Linked DNA regions of Zea mays: region 1 is linked to region 2. Evidence: chromatin contacts called from public Hi-C data. All regions are on one chromosome and are shown on one strand. The core of a region is the stretch at or near the end of the contact, and the rest is flanking DNA. Distances in the headings are between cores, read along the strand shown. Region 1 holds the start of LOC103632716 (vacuolar iron transporter 1.2-like). Region 2 holds the start of LOC100280930.

Evidence for each region. Hi-C and Micro-C count contacts between places; a contact is called where the count stands out from the background.
Region 1: a Hi-C map of bundle sheath shows a contact between it and region 2, with 4 times the contacts expected there. The contact joins the promoter of LOC103632716 here to the promoter of LOC100280930 in region 2. A contact is called at or near these places in 2 of 25 Hi-C or Micro-C datasets (bundle sheath and leaf).

What each region holds. Positions count from the first base shown.
Region 1 is chr7:112,563,089-112,566,871 of Zm-B73-REFERENCE-NAM-5.0, forward strand. LOC103632716 (vacuolar iron transporter 1.2-like) reads left to right here and starts at 1,511. Exons shown (of 3, transcript NM_001319724.1): 1 at 1,511-1,923; 2 at 2,759-2,844; 3 at 2,969-3,613. The coding sequence starts at 1,670. The coding sequence ends at 3,384.
Region 2 is chr7:111,916,185-111,920,289 of Zm-B73-REFERENCE-NAM-5.0, forward strand. LOC100280930 reads right to left here and starts at 2,062. Exons shown (of 6, transcript NM_001366637.1): 1 at 1,047-2,062; 2 at 856-932; 3 at 163-208; 4 at 1-25. The coding sequence starts at 2,049.

The sequences.
Region 1 (3,783 bases), core at 261-2,760, 650 kb after region 2:
ACGAGGTGTTACATGAAAACTCATAATTTAATGTAAACAGAAATGATATTGATGTTTGACTAGTGATTGATTGGCAGTACAATAACATCAAACAAATAGATACAGAGAGGCAACATTCTATTGTTGTTCGGTTGCTAATGGTGTACATTTAGCTACATCCGGTGTTGTTTAAGATTTTAGACCACTTGTCATTGAAAAGAGCCGATGGTTACAATGACCACTTGTGCTATAATTTGTCACCTAAAGACACGAGGCTTTAGTTTATATACTAATGTATATTAGGCTTGTCCCATATTTATCAAATAAGAAATAAATACGGGTTCAATGCAAATAAAAATAGGATCATGCAAAAACGGATAGAATAAACCCTCTACTGTTTCCGTCCTGTTTCCATATTTTTCCATAAATGCGAAAATGGTCGGGTCAAATGTAGAAAACGGTATGGGCCAGGACGGGATTTTACTCGTCCGTTTTCAACCCTATGTACGATCCCTAGCACATCATGTCTGCCTTGTGGGGCCAGTCAACCTCGGTCATGGGGGACTTCAGCACCGGAGTCACTATAGTGATCCACGCACCAGGAAAGACGGGGCAACACATCATGCCACTACGACACCATCAAACTCGCTACAGGGACCTACATACCGGACAGATGACGCAGTGCGCCACGCCGGAAGTACAGCTACCCACACTCGACCCTACGGACCCCGAGGATACGCTTCAGTACCCAAGGAAGCAGACCTCTCTCTCTAGAGGAAAACATACCACCTATGTAAAGTTCCCTTGAACTATAAAAGGGACGCCCCTCTTTCTTCATACACATGCACAATTTGTGACACTGTCCAGCCAATACTACGATCAACACTACACTGGACTAGGGCGTAAGCCTAAACCAGTATAATTCATCGTATCCCGACGATTCACCATTCAGAGTGATTATTTTTACCAAATTAATTTTTATAGAAGTCGCCTGAAAAGCTGAGCGTTTGTTAGTCCGCAACAGTTTTTGGTGGCGAGAAGCTGAAACAAACATGGCAAAAATCTCTCAAATCATTGGTGTCTAAAAACTGGTGTGGTCATTCTTAAGCTTTCGTTAGTGACTCAGTGAAAACAGGTGGAATCGGTTGAGAAAACATGATATGTTTTTTTGTAGAAGTTTGGTCCCTACACTAAACTTTTTGGATTCTTTTTGTTGTGAAGAAAAAAATGAGTAGAAGCTTGGTCCCTGCACTAAACTTATTTTAAGGCGGAATGTCAAAATTAAAATGACATCTAGAATGGATTTTTTAGGGATCTGAAACATGTTTTTATAAAAAAAATTCTAAAAAATATGAAGTCAGGTGCGAAAGAGAAACCAGACATTCACACTGGTTTGAATCTTTGTGAAGCCACAGCCACCCACTCCAAAACCACAAAAGCAACATCGACTACCACCCCATGTCCAAGTTGGTCATTTCCGCCCGAGCTAGCTAACCCCTATAAATGCCCCTCCCAGCTCAGCGTTCGCCTCACCAACAGAAAACCTCGCAGCTAGCAGCAAGATCTTAGCACAAACACCACAGCCCACAGGCTGATTAATCACTCCAAGACTAATCAAACGAACGCTTAGCTAATAGCGCGCGATCTTTTTTCCCCCTCCCCCTCTTGAGTCTTGAGCGTGCGAGAAGAGATGGCGCTGAACGGCGGCAAGACGACGTTGGTGCAGGACGAGGAGAAGCAGCAGCTTCTGCTGGAGAAGCACACCGAGAAGCACTTCACAGCGGGCGAGGTGGTCCGGGACATCATCATCGGCGTCTCCGACGGCCTCACCGTGCCCTTCGCGCTCGCCGCGGGGCTGTCCGGCGCCAACGCCTCCTCCGCGCTCGTGCTCACCGCGGGGCTCGCCGAGGTCGCCGCCGGCGCCATCTCCATGGGGCTCGGAGGGTAAGCTTCGCATGGATCCCCATTCTCTTCCGCGCATGCATGCTCCATCCGAGACCGCATCTCTCTCTCTCTCGATTTGCTTCTTCAGTTCACTGGTGCCGCGGTGCGGTCAGCAACCCGACATGCGTATTAGCATAACTGATGGCTGGTGCTGAGCTCATCTTGGCTTCACATGCCCTTGTTTCTTCCCAACGTTACAGATCGTGCATGCAGCTGTTGGTTTCAGTTTCGTATTCTTCTGCGCATTACAGCGCGTTTATGCAAACGTAATCAGTTGCTAATTAAAACTCCTGATCGCCAGTTAATTAATTTATAAAAGGGCGTTTCTCATGCTCGGAAACATTTTCCGATGGATACTCGTTACATGCATAACACACTCTCTGAAATTTGAAGTACTTTTGGGCCTCCGGACACGTCTGAAAGTGTGTGTTTTTGGTATCGAAATGTATATATGACGACTCAGTACAAACATGACTAAACATAGCTAGACGTTTGTAAATACAATACTTCTCTTCCAGAAGCATAAGTTCTATAAGGCAAACTAGCGTCATATTTCTTCCACAGGAAGAAAAAAAATCCACAGATGCAATTACTGCTCTCTGCAGTGCAGCACTCTGGTCACTGGTCAGGAAAGAGACAAGAATTCAGAAAAATTGCGATCCAAAATTGCGAACTGCTATTTTATTCATTTGTTTGTTTGTGTTTCCAACAGCTTGTGGGCCTGCACTCACGCAATTCGGCCCGCACGAATCTGACCCAAATAAATGACGTTTGAGCCCAGCTACCCACCCACCAAAACTAACCTCTTCAGTTGCTGTGCTGTGCGTGCGTTCAGGTACCTGGCGGCGAAGAGCGAGGCTGACCACTACAACCGGGAGCTGCAGCGCGAGCAGGACGAGATCGACACCGTCCCCGACGTCGGTAAGCAAACGCAACCGCCCGCGACGAGCTCACCTTCTTCTCTTCAGACGGCTAATGCATATGTAGTAAGGTCGTCTGACCATCGCCTCGTCCGTCCTGTACATTTCGCATGCAAATAATGCAGAGGCCGCCGAGATCGCCGACATCCTGTCGCAGTACGGGCTGGGCCCGGAGGAGTACGGCCCCGTGGTGACCTCCCTCCGCAACAACCCCAAGGCGTGGCTGGAGTTCATGATGAAGTTCGAGCTCGGGCTGGAGAGGCCTGAGCCCCGGCGCGCGCTGGTGAGCGCCGCCACCATCGCGCTGTCCTACGTCGCGGGCGGGCTGGTGCCGCTGCTCCCCTACATGTTCGTGCCGGAGGCCGCGCGCGCCATGGCCGTGTCCGTCGCCGTGACGCTCGCGGCGCTGCTCTTCTTCGGCTTCGTCAAGGGCCGCTTCACGGGCGACCGCCCCTTCTTCAGCGCCGTCCAGACCACCGTCGTCGGCGCGCTCGCCTCCGCCGCCGCCTTCGCCATGGCCAGGGCCGTGCAGTCCATATGAAGACTGGTGTGATGCAGCAAAAATAGTGAAGCAGGCCGGTCGCCGCATGCCCCATATCAATCATCACCGGCCGGCTAGGTTGGCGAGGGAAAATAAGTGCAGCTCTATATGCATACGTGGCTACGGTCACTGCTTCTTTGTTTGATGGCTGCGTGGTGTACTATTGTCAGATGTGGATTATTATTTAGGTCAAGTCGATTCCAAACTGTGACCCGCTGGGCTTTGGATCCATTTGTTTTTATCTATCTACTGGTAAATTAAATGACTGATGTTGGGCTGTGTAATTCGGCAACCGGAGGCCCAAACTGGGTTCCGCTTTGGGCTTTGCCTCTATTTTCTCCTCAACTACTACTACTACCTAGTAGTACACCTAGCAAGGATTTCTAGAAGCGTGTTCCT
Region 2 (4,105 bases), core at 812-3,311:
TCGCCGGAGCCGCCGTCGTTCGCCCCTGAACACGCACCGCCACCGTATACCAGCCGTTATATTAGCAGTGTGATTGATTTGATTAGTCCCCCCGGCTCCGATCTAATAAGGTAGTAAATCGGGACCCGATGAGCGCGTGGCATTGTGGATTAGCGGCGGTACCTGATGACGCCGCAGGCTTGTCAGTGCTCTTCACGGTCCGATACATCTGAGAAAGGGGGGAAGCGAGGAAAGCACACAAAAAAAAGCAAAGCGATGAGCTCACAGGCCAATGCAATGCAAACCAGAAATCACTGGTGGGGATGGGAGGTGTAGTAGGAGACAAACAAATGGATGAGCAGGCGGATCGGCGCGCAAGAGAACACCAGCAAATGGACACATGGAAATACTATGATGCCCTCTCTCTCTCTCTCTCCTCTGGCCATGGTTCTTTCTGAAGCTGTGACTAGTGCTTTGGGCCGTGCGCGCACACACCTACACACACATACGCTAACTAGGCGCGGATGCACATACACTGCATTATTGTGTAATGATGACTACTTTTGCCCTCTTTCTCTCTCATCCACACACATCCCCACACCCATGCATCTCTCTCCTCCGCCAGGAATGGCAGTTTCTTGGCTACGAACGAGGCCCCGCCCATCGGACCGTTTCATTCACCGTCTGGAGTTACTGCATTGGCGTTCTTGTCTGACCCAAACAAGAGAAGAAAAAAGAAAGGAAGAATGGCGCGAGGAGGGAGGCGAAGGAAATCACAAGGCTCTCCTGCGAATGCGATGATGGAGGTGAATTCGTTCGGAGCCCAGAGTTTCGGAGATGGTTGGTTGGCAATGGCCGAAGTGCTAGCGCGCGTACCTGGAGATGGCTCTTGACGTGGGCTAGGGTCAGATCCTTCACGTCCATGAGCTCCAGCACCGACTTGGGCGTAGCCCCTGCAGGCGAGGGAGAGGGAGATATATTTATTTTGAGAACAGGGATCGGAGGACGGGGATCGGAGGTGTAATTCAGCCGTGGTTGCTGTTGTTCGGGGGCCGGGGGGCACGCACTCTCGTGGCCTCCGAGGAGCTCGACGGCGTGGACGAAGCGGGCGTGGAGCGTGCTCGTCCACCGCATGCGCGGCGCGCGCATGCTGCGCTTGGCGGGGAGCTTGGGCATGAACCGGGAGCCCAGGCCGAACGGCTGCGCGCCGTGGAGGTGGTGGTGGTGGTGGTGGTGCCCGCCGACGATGCCGCCCAGTCCGCCGACGCCGCCAGCGCCGTAGCCGCGGAGGGTGTCGGTGAGCATGCCGTTGAGCCGGCCCGATGCCGACAGCATCCGGTGGTGGTGATGCGCGGCCGGGGACAGGAACGCCGCCGACGCTGGGTCCAGCAGCGGGGACGGCGGCGTGCCCGGCGCGAGCGGCGACGGCGACGGCGACGTGGAGCCGAGCGACGAGGGCCACGTGCTCGGGTGGTACGAGCCGTAGAACCCGAGCTTCTGCTGCTGCTGGTGGTGGTGGAGGGGGGCGCCGTCGGCCCCGGAGGCCGGCGGAAGGAACGGGAAGCCCCCCGGGCCGTTGTAGATAGGTATCCCTCGGATTGGCAGCGCCACCGACGCTCCCCCTCCTGCGCCGGCGCCGGCGCCTAGCCCGCCCCCGCCGTCCAGCGGCTGAAGCATCGGCATGGCGGGCATCAGCGTGGCGCCCGCCGACGTGGTGGCCGCGGAGGACGCGGCCGCCGCCGACGGCCGGTGTCGCCACGGCAGCGCGTCCGCGTGCTCCTGCTCGACCGGCGGCGACAGGGACAGCTCCGTGGACGCTGTGGACCCGTTCAGCCTCCGCCACGGGTCTCCCCCGGCGCCTCCTCCTCCTCCCGTTCCTCCCCCCACGGCGGCGCGCCTGCCGGACGGGCCGGACCCCGCCGCGCTGCTAGGCAGGCTGATGTGCAGCGACAGGTCCGGCGACGCGGCCGAGCTCGCCTCCATCGCCCGCCGTCTACCTTCGGCTGACGCCCCTCTCTCCTGATCGCACGACGCTTGCAGTTCCCACCCCGCGGTCTCTCCTCTCTTCATGCCCGGCTAGCTTGGAGGAGGGCTCATGCGATTGATGGATATATACAAGAGGAGGAAGAGAAGGTTCTTGGTGTTGTGTGGAAGAGGGGGGGGCTCTCTTCTCTCGTTTGTGCTTCTGCTTTGGCCTTGGTGGGTGTCTGTGTCTCCAGTACTGGAGTTACTCTCTCCTCTCTTTCTCTCTCTTGTCAAGAAGATGACTGTGAGAGGCAACCAGGGATGAACTGGTCTCTTGTGCTGTTCCTCCTTATTGCTACTAGTATCATAAAAAGTTAGAGAGAGAGAGAGAGAGAGGGAAATAAAGGAGGAGGTAGCTAGGAAGCAAAGAAGGGGGGAAAAGAGAGAGAGAATATGAGATTATCTTGTTGTTAAGGAGGGGCAGGCATCACCATGTATGAGAAAATGACACTTAGGAGGCCATTGGAGTCAAAGGAACCATTGCTTTTGTCTCCACACCTGCATCTGGCCTCCTCACACAATAAAGACTGGACTGATAATTGTATACTATAGAAAAAAAATCGTACCTCCTGGAATTAAAAATCTGTGTTCATGTCCATGTAGGTATGTGTACTACTCCTGCTCCATATTGATATTGTAGGAGAAGACTGCATCTGATTTTTTTTCCCCTGTTTTGTTTTGCATGAGACGACTGACTGATGATGATCTGATTATTTTTTGGGGGACGAAAAGGCTGTCTGAGCTCGTGCGCCTGCTGGGATGCTTTATTTTTCCCCCCACGCCCCAGGGCTTGGGTTCCCCTTCCTCTTTCTCTCCCCACCCCTTGCTCTGTGGAGCAGTGCACCCTTTTTTTATGGGGGAGGGGCGGCCGGCCGGCCGGCCGGGGGTCGGGGGAGGACTGGAGGAGCAAGGCAAGGCAGGCAGACTTCTTCTCTCCCCAGTACTGCTTTCAGATTGGATGTATGTGTGTGTGTTGCAGTGGAGGGGAGAGGAGGAGAGCTCTAGGCCGGGCTCTCAGGCTCTTCAGTGACCAGCAGGTCCACATTCTGCAGTCACACCACCCGGCCTCTCTCATCAATTTGCAGTGCAGTCCCATAGTAAGCGAGTACTTTGTGTTTGTGCAAAGCGGTGAGTTTCCTGCCAGCTGCATGTGTCAAGGTGTGTGTGTGTGCTCCTGTCCTGGCTTCCCCCCTTCCTGTGTCCTGCTGCATGCTGCCCTGGCTGCCTGCCTTTTTCACTCGACGCATCGTCCTCTGCACGCTCTTTGCCACCACCACCACCACCCACGTCGACCTTTCTTCTTTCACGCTCGATACAACGCAATGCCGTTAAACCACTGCATCATCAAACAAAAATGCTTACACAAGCGGGTTTTGTGGGCATCGACCGTGGTGGTTGGAGAGAAGAATGTGTTTACGTTCCTCTACTTATTAAATGTAGTAGTAGTAGTAGTCAATAAATGCAACAGTTAGATCGTCCTTGTGATGTTGTGTGTGGCAAGTTTCGTGTTTGAACAAAAAGTGAGGTCACATGCGTGACGATGCTTCTGCTAGTAATACAGCATATTTAGTTTTCATTGCAACAAAAACGGGTACCTTGATATTCATGACATCTTTTGTCGCTTGCCAGTGAATTGCTTTAACCGCCACCTCTCTTTGTAGTTTTATCCCACGAAGAATTTGTATATTGTGAACGGATGCCTTGACATTCATAACCATTATGTCACTCTTGTTAATCAGTTTCTTCTATTGATATACTGTTGGATACCTTGTCATTCAAGATTTGTTCTCACTCATAACCAAAGTTGTGGGATTGTGGCCGAGGGCGGAGCTAGGATTTCGATTTAGGGGTGGGGGGGGGGGCGACAATACGATACGATAGTGCGTGTATATATTAGATATTCTATTTGTCACCTCAGGTGATAGACCGAGTGCTCTATGACCCACACCCAGTGGTGTGGTCGGTCCAATAGATTCGTCGGTCGGATACATTCGAACGGATTCAGATATATCACCCTAGTCGTTGAAAACCAGCGCTACCATATATACACACACTGACTCGATAAAGGCATATATGATAATCAAATTAACATTAGTTTTAC